Linked DNA regions of Drosophila melanogaster: region 2 is linked to region 1. The links are chromatin contacts, called in public HiChIP or PLAC-seq maps. All regions are on one chromosome and are shown on one strand. The core of a region is the stretch at or near the end of the contact, and the rest is flanking DNA. Distances in the headings are between cores, read along the strand shown.

Evidence for each region. HiChIP or PLAC-seq counts read pairs in DNA pulled down with a chosen protein or histone mark.
Region 2: a Psq HiChIP or PLAC-seq map of the Kc167 cell line shows a contact between it and region 1, with 2.4 times the contacts expected there. The contact joins the promoter of SKIP here to the promoter of how in region 1. A contact is called at or near these places in 4 of 107 Hi-C or Micro-C datasets (the Kc167 cell line, the ML-DmBG3-c2 cell line, the OSC cell line and 1 more) and 1 of 6 datasets of contacts at active chromatin or transcription factors (the Kc167 cell line).

Annotation. Positions count from the first base shown.
Region 1 is chr3R:22,040,026-22,046,643 of dm6, forward strand. It overlaps how (held out wings), which reads left to right and starts at 2,166. Exons shown (of 9, transcript NM_079723.4): 1 at 2,166-2,330; 2 at 2,882-3,354. The coding sequence starts at 3,039.
Region 2 is chr3R:22,129,596-22,136,554 of dm6, forward strand. It overlaps SKIP (Shal K[+] channel interacting protein), which reads left to right and starts at 4,235. Exons shown (of 20, transcript NM_001260304.2): 1 at 4,235-4,856. CG42390 reads left to right here. Exons shown (of 11, transcript NM_206540.2): 4 at 1-2; 5 at 180-437; 6 at 513-852; 7 at 911-997; 8 at 1,052-1,202; 9 at 1,271-1,580; 10 at 1,648-1,747; 11 at 3,060-3,772. The coding sequence ends at 3,495.

The DNA.
Region 1 (6,618 bases), core at 916-3,415:
TGTCGTTTAGGCCGCCACAAAGCCGCTAAATGTCTTGGCCAAATTTGCATTCGACACAAACGTGCAGTGGCCAAAAAAGGATTCCCGGGACCAGCAATATAGTGTTAGCGCCGCCTGGCAGGTTGTCAATCTTTGGAACCACTTCTTTTTTAGCAGCCGAATTGGTCAAACAATCGAATTGCATTTGGGTAGCAATATCTCTCTGTTAATAGGCAATGAAAGATTTGTGGGATATTTCCGACTTTAGATTTAGGTTGTTGAACTAATGGTGCATAACCAAAATTTCTGAACTTTTCAGTTTACACAAAACTTGAACCAATTCAAGCATTTTCTCGCCTAACTTTACAGCTGCTGGAAAACTTTTATTTTGCGGCCATTTCGGTTTTCCAAAACCGAAAGTGCCGCCCAAAACGACCCACTCACAATGTAAAACACCACATTCAAAAGGGCAAATTCCAAAAGCACTAGAGAGATTAACGGCCCACGGAAAACTTGGCACTTCGGACTTGGCCAGATGTCCAATGGGCCGATACTGGGCGACGTGGGTGTGCGGATTGGAAAGGGCTTTGGTCTGTGGCCCAGAGATTTAAATCGGATATCCATCCATAGGCATACAATGTCTCAATCGCCACGCACATTGACACATTTTTCAATGGCACTAAAACTGTATAATGGGGCCGTACAACGCATTTAATGTCGGCCCACACACACAGGCCAATTCCGATCGGTTTGAGCCAAGTGCACACAAATTTGGTGGGACTTGTGGCCGGACTGTGAAACTTGGCCAGGTGAGGTCCGGTGGTGGGAGTCTGCTTTCCAATGGAACGACCAATCCGATGTCCATCCACAACTTTGGCCACAACTTTAAACTTTCACGTCTCATTTTGGTGTATGCTGGTTTCAAAAATCGGATCTTGCCCCATGCCTGCCGTTGGCTAGATGTGCCGCCCCAGAAATTTTGGGTTCCGATGGGGAAGACTGTTGCAATGAAGTGATCCTCATACATATATGTATATCAAAATATTGTTGAAGACACAGGCAACACACAATAAGTTCACCGATCCACTGGCATTAAGTGTTGTAATAGTGGAAGGACCTAAATGTGAACAGAACACGAGTAAAATTTTAGAATAAAAGTAGCTTTGTAGACTTAAAAGATTGTTTTATTTTGATACACTTTATCGATAATTAATTATTTTTAGTACGCAATATCTTAATACTGCGTTGAATTTTTGTGAAATTCGCCAACCACACGGAAGCCAGCGAAAAATGTCTTTCGCGATGGAAAGTAAAAGTTGTCGCCGGCCTAGGGTCGCTTATATGGTGCGTCCATCGAAACGCTCGCGAATGCCAATTTTCCCACATACATTTCGCGTTTTGCAGCAGAGTTAACCAAGTTAACACCAACATTTGGCCAGTACGAGTTCGGGGGCTCATTTGCATGGTGTTTTGGACTTGGGGCCCAGATGCCAGCCCCCGCATATGTCCGGCGAAACAAAATGCCGCTTGGTTCTAATCTGCCAGCAATTTCCGTGCGCAATTAATGCCTCCACAGCGCAGTGTCTTAATTAATTCAAAATCAACGCCAACGCGCCAAATTGTGGCCCACCCAGCTACCAGGTGGCAACGCTGAATGTTGTTAGTCAATTAATGCATTAACTAGCCTCCATTTGGAAGAATATTAATGGCCCACCTTTGTATTTAGTTGCTATTAACTTATTTGGCCATTTATTAACTTTTATACTCGCACTTTTGGCTAAAATATGTGTAATATGTTAACCAGCTGCGCAACTCTGTTTGTGCGGAGTGGCAACGCTGATGGGTGATCTCGCATGCTGGCAGTAGGGTGCGAGAGAGCCAAGTCAGAGAGAAACTGACGTCACAAGATGGGTATTGGCGTATTTTTTATGGAAATGGTTATGCAAATATTGACTAAACGTCACCGAGTAGTTAAAAGCACTGATATATTAGAAATTAGTTAATTTAGATCAAAAATACCCCCAAATATATAACCAAATATTGGCTTTTAAATATTTATTAAAAGCAATCGCACTTTGTGACGTCACTGGGCGAGAGAGCAGAGAAACGAGAGCACATTGAAACCACCACCCCACGATCGAACTGGCATGATCTCACACTTACAACGTTTTGTGCTCTTCGCTTCGCATTCAGTTTCTTTTTCTCTTTCTTTGCGCACGGTTCAGTGGTAGGAAAATTAGGAGGAATCGTTCAGTAAAGTCCCGAGATCCGTTCGCTATTCCCCGACTCGAATAAAATCCATATACACATATATCAAATAAACAAAGGATAGGAGTCCTCAGAGAAGAAAAGTGTGTTTAAAAAAAATACTTTCCAAACAAAACGAAATGAATAAAATCCAAAGCCATCCAGTAGCAACAACAAATACATAATCAGCAACTGTGCATATTTCTGCGAGTTTTCTTGCATTTTTAAATCGGTTAAGTGGCCTTGTGCACTCGGTACATCTCCAGGCAAAGGAATTTATACCTTTGTATCTTCAAAACGTAGAAATTTGAATATAAAATTTATTTAAATACTTTTTTGTTGTACTTGCTGTTGCAGCAGCCAAATGAGCGAGGGTGAGAGAGAGAGGCAGCTATTTTGACATTCTGCTTTCATTCATCTCCGTCGCATATACAGTTTTACTGTTTATTGTCCGTGTGTGAGTGAGCGATCGCCGAGGAATTTTCTGCCTTCGCTTTCGACTTGCTGCGCTCTCTCGCTCTCTCAGTATCTCTCGCCCTGCATTGTTGTTGCTGCCGATCGGAAAAAATACTTTTGGGCGGAGTTGTTTTCATTTCGTTTTCCGTTTTTAATATCGCTCGCGTACGAAACTTAATGAATTTCCCAACTCCCACAGTAACGTGTTAAAAGTAGCAAAAACAAATAAAAAAGAAGTGTGCACCAAGTAAAGAAAGCAGAGACCCAAGGAAAGTTGAAAGTTGAAAACCAGAATCTCGTCGAGAACAAAACAAAAAGTTCCCAAAAACCCACACATCACACACGCACGCAACAAAATGAGTGTCTGTGAGAGCAAAGCCGTTGTGCAACAGCAACTGCAGCAGCACTTGCAGCAACAGGCAGCCGCAGCAGTTGTTGCGGTCGCGCAACAGCAGCAGGCTCAAGCCCAAGCCCAGGCTCAGGCTCAGGCACAGCAGCAGCAACAGGCGCCGCAGGTGGTGGTCCCCATGACCCCGCAGCACTTGACCCCACAGCAGCAGCAGCAGAGCACACAGAGCATCGCCGACTATCTGGCCCAGTTGCTCAAGGACCGCAAGCAACTGGCCGCCTTCCCCAACGTCTTCACCCACGTCGAACGCCTGCTGGACGAAGGTAAGTCGCTAAAACTCAAACCGAGTGAGATCCCTCCAAGTCACAGCATCATCCTAATCCCGGATCCAAGACTCAGCGGAAGGATAACGATCACTAGCTAGCCTTTTCTGAATCAAACGATAAACCCAGTTACTGTTTGTTATTGTGATAATATCCTTTTATTCATCAAACACTTTACAGTACCATTAGGAAATTGTTATATATAATAAATGTGATGAAATGTGGTGAAAGAAGAAATTTGGATATTCTTGTTATAATGTTCAGATATTTAACTCTAGAATGTATTAGAACTTTGTGTTTGTATTCCAAAAATTCATGAAAAGAACATTAAACTATTGTAGTATACAAATCGATGCCATTACAGTTTGGTTTATATCTTTTTTAATTGTTCAAAAAATATTTGCAAAGCACTTTAATTCCGAGAATCTGGCGGGATTTATTGTAAACATGTATTACAGAGACTGTAGGTATTTAGAACACATTTGGGTAAATGGGAGAGTTTAAATGAGTATATATGTTATTTTAAAGTGGTGACTTCATTTTCAATCGTGTGTGCCAGGCGTGTTAATGATTAGGGTGCCTCTAACCAAGTGATCACTGTAGTTCAATCAGTTTTGGGGCATGGATCTCTGGGTGTCTGGTTTGTCTCCTCGGCGTCTCCTTTTCGGCATCTTCTCCATCGCGGGTTCTGAGTTCATTCCACCTTACAAACCGAAACGAGATGTTTGTTATTTTTAGTTACTTCCTTTTTGTGCGCCTCTTCGCGGAGCGCACACTACTTACACCTCTCTCCGGGCTCTCTCCTTTTGTATTCTTGGCTCCACACTTGACTGCCAGTGCAGCCTTTGTTGTTCTCATTATGAATTCTTTGTTGACTCGGCCATTCGTAAACCAAAAAGGAGGGAGGCTTGGATTTTGAGAGACGCAGAAGGAGATGCGAAACCCCAGGGGGGGAACCCCCAACAAAGATAGAAACATTAATGTGGTGTGGTATTATGTGATAAGAGATCATTTTATTCACAAGCATGTATGAATTTATACATATGCTAAAAGTTTTAAAATTTTCGAATCTGGAATATTATTGGATCCATTTAATGATCTGCTTTGCTCTGTGCACTGAACGTGTAGCAAACTTATCTGAAAGAGGAAAAATGTACCTCAACTGCCCACGCTTTGCCTCGAAAACCAAAAAAATCAAAAAAAAAGAAAATATGAATAAATATACGGCAACGAAGCAAAAACTCTTAAAGGCAAGCCAACAAAAGTCAACTTTCGGGGCGGGATAGGGGCGGTATAGGGGCAGGGGCGTGGCACTACCTGGTCGCATCTTGTATCTTGTATCTGGCATATCGGAGCTCTCGTTTCTGTATTTGCCCAACATCTGTTGCCCATATGCAGGCCGGCCAAGAGGGTGTGTGTCGCCTCGTAATGACAAAATTATGTTGCACAGATACACAGATTCAGATACTGGTGCGGTATTTGCGGATTGCAAGGTACCGCTAGATGGCCAGAGTACACTTATTATGTACAGCGTATGTTTGGATTACTTTAATATACGTTTTTTTTTACCATATTGCTTAATCAATTTGTTTATAATTGCTACTACAATTTAAATTACATTTAATTATTGCAATTAAACTTGAAATGTGATAGCAAATGGTCTGTATAATAAGATGCAAGATCTTGATTTCTCTCTTCATTTGGAAAATATCCAAGAAGTCGGTGGTCTTATCTAGACCAATCAGATTATTGATTACCAGGTACCAGGAGGTATCGCACTGTCGGAAAACTCGCCCAAAAGCTTATATTCTTGTTTTGGTTTCGTCTCGGCATAACTGCAAACTAGTTTGCCTGTCTACAAATTGTATTTGCTAAAAGCAAAGCGTTGACAATTTGTAAAACTCGTTCCACCAGACTACAAAATCCAAAGAGCTGAAAAAATACGCAAAACAAAATACAGATTTCAAACCCACCTCGTTGGCTTATCAGCTTAGTGGGAGGGTGTCGGACTGGATTTGGGATTTGAGATTTGGGACCTGGGAACCCGAGTGGCGTTCACTATTTACGAATACTGACCGTATTCGACTGCGCTAACTTGGACCGACCGCTAACGGCTTTCAACTTTTCAACTTGCTAGAAGTTTTTGTTTTTTTTTTTCTCTTTTTGCAACTTTCTCTTTTCAATTGCTGTCGTCGCTGGGCTGTGTTTTTGTTTTCGTTAGCTTGACATGCGGGCCAAATCCAAACCCCAACCCCACATTCACATGGGGTTATTTGGGCAACTCCAACATTTTTTATGTTTTGCCCTTTTCCCAGAGGGTGCCAAATTTATTATCCGTACTGCCACGACTGGAATTTTATATGTCATTTCGTTGATTCTTTTAACCTATTTCCCTTGGCTTTCATGAGTTTGCTTTTGATGAAATCCCAAATTCGAACGTATTACGAACTGCTTAAATCAATGTCATCTTTGATTTTAATACGTATGTACTTAACTTTATTTGATCCATGCGTGGAATTCGAAAACATTCGCCTATCAAATTGCCATTTTATTATAATTTTACTTTAATCATTCTGAGAACACATATACAATATGTTGACTTTTGATGTGTTTGTTACAAACTGAAAAAAATGTTAAGTAGCTTAAAATATTTCTGAAATTTACCTGCATACACTTTGTGTCTGTCAGAGATATTGCGAGAGATCTAATTAGGTTCCTGCCTTACCTCAAGCAACACTAACAAAAGCAATAGCCGCTTTTTGAGGTTGCGGTTGCTGTTTTTTTTTTTTTTTTTTTTTTGTTTTTATTTGTATATATTGTTTTTATTATTGCGAGTGTGCAGCTAAGTTTGCTTGGGGTTTTGGACGTGGCGTTCTGCTCGCAATCATCAGTTGGCTACCTGTTGGGCGCTCGCCCGTTCACTTGAAATGCACAGCCTGCGATTACATTTGAATGGCTGTCTGTGTGGAAATATCTGCGTATTTACTGTGCGTTTCACAGCTGTAAAGCACTGCAGTTGGAGTACAGCGAGCTAAAATATTTAAAAACTAAAAAAGTTTTCTTTTTCTAAATTTATTATACTGGTTGTAAATTACCTAAAAGTTCGAAATACTTAAACATATTCCGCTTGAATGATTATGTTTGGCTCTCAAAATAGTTTTAATTAATTTCTTGTCTGCTCTTTGAACTAAAATCAATTGATATTTCTAAACTGCCGAAACACACTGTACATTTATATATGTATTTAAGCATAGTATGCCTTCT
Region 2 (6,959 bases), core at 2,985-5,484, 92 kb after region 1:
TGGTGAGCATAATTAATAATTAATTAGGTTAATAGCTTCTGATGAATTAGTGCGTTTAATTGAACCATAATATAATAACATTTTCCATTATTCAAATATTCCGTTTTTACGCGATTATATAATGACATTTATTGAGTAATTAATTTCCATTCAAATAAATTTGTAACCTTTTTTTTCAGACGAACTCGAAGCTCAGTACAACGAACTAACCGAGAAGTACAAAGTGACGCAGGGTTTGGCCAAAAGTTTGCAAACCCAATTGGCCTGTGCCCAAGTCGAGGCTGAGGAATGGCGCCAGCAGGTGGAGAAGATCCGGACGGATCTGGAGGAGCAAATACGCATACTGAAGAACGCACTGGACAATTCGGAGGCGGAACGCAAGATCTGCGAGGACAAATGGCAGAAGGAGTTCGAAATGCTCAGGACACACAATCGAGGTGAGAAATCATTATTCTAAACAAGCGTATAAATTATAAATAAAGCTATTAAATAATATCTTATATCAATTATAGAGCGCGAGGAAACTTTGATGACGGACTGCGAGTGGCAACTGCGGCAGATGCAGCGGCAGTGCAAGGACAAGACGGACAAGTCCAACTACGAGCGAAAGCAGGCGACCGCCAAGGCGGAGGAGCTGGAACTGGAGTTGCAGTCCCGCCGTAGGGAGTCCGAGATGCTGCGCACCTGCCAGGCGCAGGTGAATTCGCTGAGGGGCGTGGTCAGCGAACAGGAGCAGTCCATCCAGACGCTAATGGATCGCATCGAGAACCTGAAGGGAGATCTACAGTCGGCCAATGAAAACCTCGAGGCCCAGATCGAGGCGGTGCACAAGATCAAGTATCAGTGTGATAAGTGCGTATAATTGGGAATTATCCATGGAATTTGATTGTAATGATTATATTTTTTACAGTGCCATCTATGATAAGGAACGCCAAATGATCTACAAAATCGATGAGGTGCGAAATGAGGCAGCCGCCTTCTGGGAAAACAAACTTTAGTAAGTCACAAGTCATCATATTGAGTGCTCCAAATTGAACTTTTATGCCTTCAGCACAGAGATGACAAGACTGACAAATGAACTGGAGTCCGTGTATGTGGACGAGCGTCGCGAGGCGTTGGACAAACTGCAGAACGAGCACATCGAGGAGCTGAGGGCCCTGACCAACAGATACACGGCCAACGAGGAGGAACTGCGATCTGAGGTGGGTTCATAGTGTTATAGATAAACTGCAATCGAATGCATATTTGCATTTTATAAACCATCATTTAGATTGACGATCTGCACGAGAGCCTGGAGCAAAAGAAACAGGATTTCCTCAGCCTGCGCGAACGTTCGGATAACGCCCTGCTTCAGACCCGAATGCATTTGGATAAGGCCGATCGCGAGTACCAGAATGCCATGTGCCGCGAGGAGGATCGCCGTGTCGAGCTGGAGGAACGACTCCAGAAGGAGTTCGAGGCGGAGAAGGCCGAAATGGAGGAGAAGTTCCGCGAACGTCTCGGTCAAGTTAAGGAGGAGTTTGCCAAGGAACTGCAGCTCTCCACTCAGGAAATGGTCGAATCACATCGAAAGGAGCTGGGTAAAGATACATGTGTATATTGATTATTATTATATATAATTATATAATTGATTATATCAATCGGCAGACTCACAAAAGGCCAAGTTGCAGGCGGAGAAGGAGGAGGCGTTGCAGGAACTTGTGGAGCGACATCGCGCAAAAATGGCCGCTGCCGATGAACGAATCAAGTGAGTGAATGCAATGTGGCATGCCCCGCCCCATGGGCATACTTACCTTAATAGTGCCCCCTGACCGCTGCTCCCCACTAAATTGAAGCAGGATCCATTGGCTTGCATTGAATGTCTGCATCCTACTCATTTGCCACATTTGTCACATTGGAGTCCTTGAACTCGATCCATTATCACATGAACTTGTATTCTGTTCTCTTTCGTTTCACATTTCATTCATTGGATCAGCATGGATCAGCGTTTAGGTCGATCGACAGCCTCTCCAGCCCTGTGGGCGTTTGCAAAGGGGGCGTGGCCGTATATGCCCACACTATATGTGCTATATCTGACCATGTCGCCGCTGATCGCCATTGCATGCTTGGTGTTCAATATTGTCGCAGTGATCTATATCAAATATCGCCACCTCCTAGCGCGCCAATAAAATATTAATCCCCCTTTTCACGCTTAAAATGATTCTTGATTTAAATTTAAGACTGGCCATCATCGAAAATCTCTTGTTAGACATAAGACATTGGTATTGAAATGTTTGAAATGCGAACAAAACCCATAAGAAAAAAAATATGTTTTTATCTGGCATGCAGCTTGTCAAACGTTGTCCTTCTGGTGCGATTCTCCTAATATTTTACTTTCTCTTTCTCGCTATGTGTGTGTATCCACCTCAACCTCTGACCACTCTATATAACCTGAATAACCCCAACCCGAATCCGAATCTGCATCCGTATCCGCGTACGCATTCGTATCCGCATCCGCAACCGCAGCGATGTAGAACTTCGGCACCAGCGCAATCTCAAGGACCTGAAGGCGGCCTACGATGCCGAGAAGGCGGCGCTGGACAAGCGCGACATCAGCAACGCCAACGAGATCGAGCAGCTGCATCGCAAGTGCCGCTGCCTGACCAATCTGTAAGTGCACCCATTCCCCAAAAACCACCAGCCACCCTGACCCATCTTCCCCAAGGTCGAGTTCCTAAGTCTAAGGAAAGTTAATTAAAAGATTGAGTGTGATTGAGACCACAGATCTATGGAATTATGATTCGAAACTTTCGAATTTTGCTAAAATATAAGATTCTTATCTTTATATAATTTTGAAAAATAAAAAAATAAAATCGGAAAGGAAAGGGATTTAAGAGCTCGACCTTTTAACTCTTTTTATCTTTAACACAAATTTATCTTACTTTTGCTTGTCCGTGTTGTGGGATGTTGTACGCCAAGTCAGTATCCAGCATCCGCCTTGAATTCACCATTATCCTTTTTGGTAGTTTAGTAGTGAATATAGTAAATATTTAAGGAATTTTGCAATCCTTTTTGCGCAGATTTGAGGAGATGCGCATGCGATACGAAAGACGAGATCCTCGAGCCGAGGATCTGCGTGAGATAACCGAATTGAGGACACGATGCGAGAGTCAGGAGCGGGATTTGTATGTGCTCACCGATCGCCTGCGGGAAATGCAGATTCAAATGTCCGAGATGCAACAAAATGGTGACCGCAAAGGCGGTGGAAAAGCGGTAAAGAAGCCGCCGCCCAAATCAATAGCCACCAGCTGTGACGTCATATACGAGGAAAACGAGGAGCGAGAATCGCCCGACAAGGAAAATGGTGAGAACTCCTCCCAGGGGGACGAGGACGATGAAGCGGATGAGGAGGTCGAGCAGGAACCCAGCGACACCGAGTCCAATCACACGATCGAGGTCAATGGAAAGTCGGATCGAATCAACGAGGATGACGCCCATCTCATCACCGCCGTGTGAGCGGTCAAAACTTTCTATATACATAGATCTTCCAATTTTGTGGCTGTATTCTTCGAGATCCCCAGGAGTGGATGTTCCAGGACCAAGGATGTGTGTGTGATCCCGGGTGCTTTTGGTGCTTCATGTGCTGCCCTCTGTATCGCTGGATACGGAAATCGAACCACTCAATCAAATCGCTCAAAGCTTGAACTCATAAAAATTGTAAATTAAATTTCTGAATTGGTTTCTGAAACCGCCAAAAACAAAAAGAAACGAAATAAATGTAAATATTTTTAATAATACTGATATTTATACAGTTTACTATTTTTTTATTTATTGCTTAGACTTAACAGCTGTTAGCTTAACAGTTATCTTGGCACTGTAAATGCGAGAGAATTTAATTTTCAAGAGAGACGCATGCGCATCAATTGTACTAAATGAACTAAATTCGCCCAATTAGTACGTATTTCAAATATAAGAATGCAATTGTGGCGCGGCTAAATTTAAATGATCTACGGGCAAGAAAACGGTAAACAATAATTGTACTTTTCTAATTATGAAATATAAATAGAAACAAACAATTTATTGAATTTTTGTGCACTTCTTTTAATATAAGAAACGTAAGTTCGAAACCCTTCGAACTCGAACTAAATCGGTTGCATCGAACCAAGAGAGTGACCGTTCGCGAGCTCGGCTGTGATGCTAAAAATGCCAGATGGAGCAAGCAACATATACGAATATATACGAACGCATTTATCGCCGCGCGGTCAGTCGTCGAAATGTTCGAGATCCGGTCGTTTTGAAAACCAGCTCGAGCGGTCTATTCGCGTGAAATTGAAACTGAAAAAGCCGGTAAAACTGAAGCAAGTGTGTTGTGATTGAGAATTGAGCGAAACGAAAACGGTGGCCAAACGAGCCGTTTAATAAGCAAACAGGCTGGCCAATAACCAATTACCATCAGCCATGCCATCAAGGAATCGTGATAACGCAGACACAACCGGCAGCAATTTGTTAATTTGAAACGTCGTGTGTGTTCCTCTACGAAAAAAAAAACCCAGTTATTTAGCAAGCATTTAAATTGCATTTGTAGCATAGCACTTTAGTTGCGCGTAGGAGGAACAGCAAGGTCGTTGGGGTCGAATGTGAATGTTTGTGATGCAAGTGACAAAATCAAAATTGGAGTAAATTGGTAGCCATTCCTGTGAGCATTTTCGCGTCGCGTAACGGTAAATCATTGCGCCCTGCGTGTCTTCGTGTGCGTGCGTGTTTGAGTGTACGTTTTTCGGTTTTGTTTTCATCTCCTCCTTGCCATCCTCCTTTCTTCCACCTTCAATTGCCATCTCCTAATTTCCTCTACGAACGGAGAAACACGAAAACGAAAAGTAAGTGCCGCTACTTCTATTCCTCCTATATGTGTTATTGTAAAAGATTTGCAGCCATGTGTGCCTGTGTGTGCTTTTGTGTGTGTGAGGGAGATTTCGTGAGTGCGATAGTGTGTGTGTGCAGCCTCCACCAAGCGCCGCATTTAAAGGATATTCCTAATCCGTTTTATTGATTGCAGGGCAGAAAGGAGCGGCGAAAAAACAGCAACAACAACAACTACACAGCTGGAGTGCTCAAACTGTGTGTGTGCCTGTGTTTAGTTCTTGTTCTCGGCAATCTGTGCCGCTTTTTTTTATGTTTTTATTCCCTTCCCATTTCCACTCTATCCTCATCCTCCGGGGTTGCTGTTGTTGTTGTTGTCGGTGATTTAGTAGTGCCTGCTGTTTTCGTTTCATCTCTGTCTCCCTCTTATTTCCCTCTAATTCTGACTCTTGGCCGGCTTTTTGTTGTTGCTGCCCACAGATTTCCTGACAAATGTTAATTATTTATGCAACACTTCCTCTCTGCATTTTGTTATACAATTGTCCATTTTTCACTCATTTGGTTTAAATTGTATAAACACTTCCTTAATGTCTTGAAAACTTCCTTTTTGAGATAGAATGACTCATAAAGTCACATATTTCACTTAAAAAGTGCGTATCTTCTTTCGAATTGAAAGTTCTTGTGCAAAATTACAACACGCATTTAACCCACTGATATAAATTCTTTAATTGAAAATTATGCAGAATCACATAATATGAAATATTCAAAGACATATTGAAAGTTCGACATAATGATTTATCGAACTCAATTAATTTCTGTCTCGAGCAATAATTAAACGTCAATTAAAAAAACATTGATTACTTGTGTGCTTTCAACATTTTGAGACTTGAAATGTTTTTTAAACACCTGTCGTGGCCGTGTCCAAATAAAACCCTAAACTGCCGACTTTAGACACCGAAGAGGATTGTCATTTAAAATCACACAACCACACCTTCTTTTACCTTGTCTCTTATTTTTTTTGTGCCTGCTTGTTTGGGTAGCTTATCTGTGCTTATAATACGTGTACATTTTCGCTGCGTTCCATATCTCGGTGAATAACTTCATCAGAAAATTAAGCGAAATATGCCTGGCACCTGCCCCCGTGGGCATAACTCAATAATCACATCAAATGTCGCCACTGGACTTGCAGTGCCGTGCTCCCTACGCCTTCCCCCTCCAGATGCCCACTTCCTGGAGCAGCGGTCGCAACACCTCCTTAAGAGGTGTGTCCACTGGTCTCCCTGGTCTCGCTGGTCTCCTCTCAACTCCCAGATCTTGGCTGCCCAGCCTTACCAGCTCTCCCCAGCTAATGCCGCACAGCTGCGCGCCATTTAAGTCGCTGACAAGTGTTTTGCCGGCATCTCCGGAATGCGACGGATACGGTGGCGAGGTGGAGAGCCGAGAAAGAATCGCCTGCTTCCATGGTTCCTGCTGCCACAGAAGCCGCAGCAAAAAGTGGCAGCCAACATTGCTACCAATTATGCGATAAGCGAGAGGAGCACTCTTCACAGCTCCACAGACTCACAGCTGATGCTATTTCACCTTTACAATTGTGAGAAAACTTTAGGCAAATATAGTGTGGGTTAGTAAATTAGTTGCGATTCAACTTTTGCGATATTTCCGACTGGAGTTTTGATGCTCTAAAAGCCACTTTAATGGTCTCCATTTAAGCATTTAGTTGTGGGCAAACAACACTTAATTGTACATCTACAAAATGTGCACTTATACTCCGAGTAATTGGTCAAAACAAAATTTACATAAAAGCATAGTTGTCTCGATGATTTTGCACTATTATTAAGAGCCATTAAAAATTTGCTTGAAATTTATACAATTATGATTGCAAAAATTGTAGAAAATTCATGGAATTTTTCATACTTTTGAAATACATTCTAGTTGTTTTACATTAAATCCGGGGCACCACTTAAACAATCCAAAGAAAGCAAAAGTCGCATCGATGTTTACACTTCCCACACTTTTTCAATTAAAATCCATTTTTTTTCGCACTTTGCCAGCAAGTTCGTGCAACTTGCAGGCGAACAACGTGTTAACATGGCCAAAAGCGGTGGGAGACTCGGGCTAAT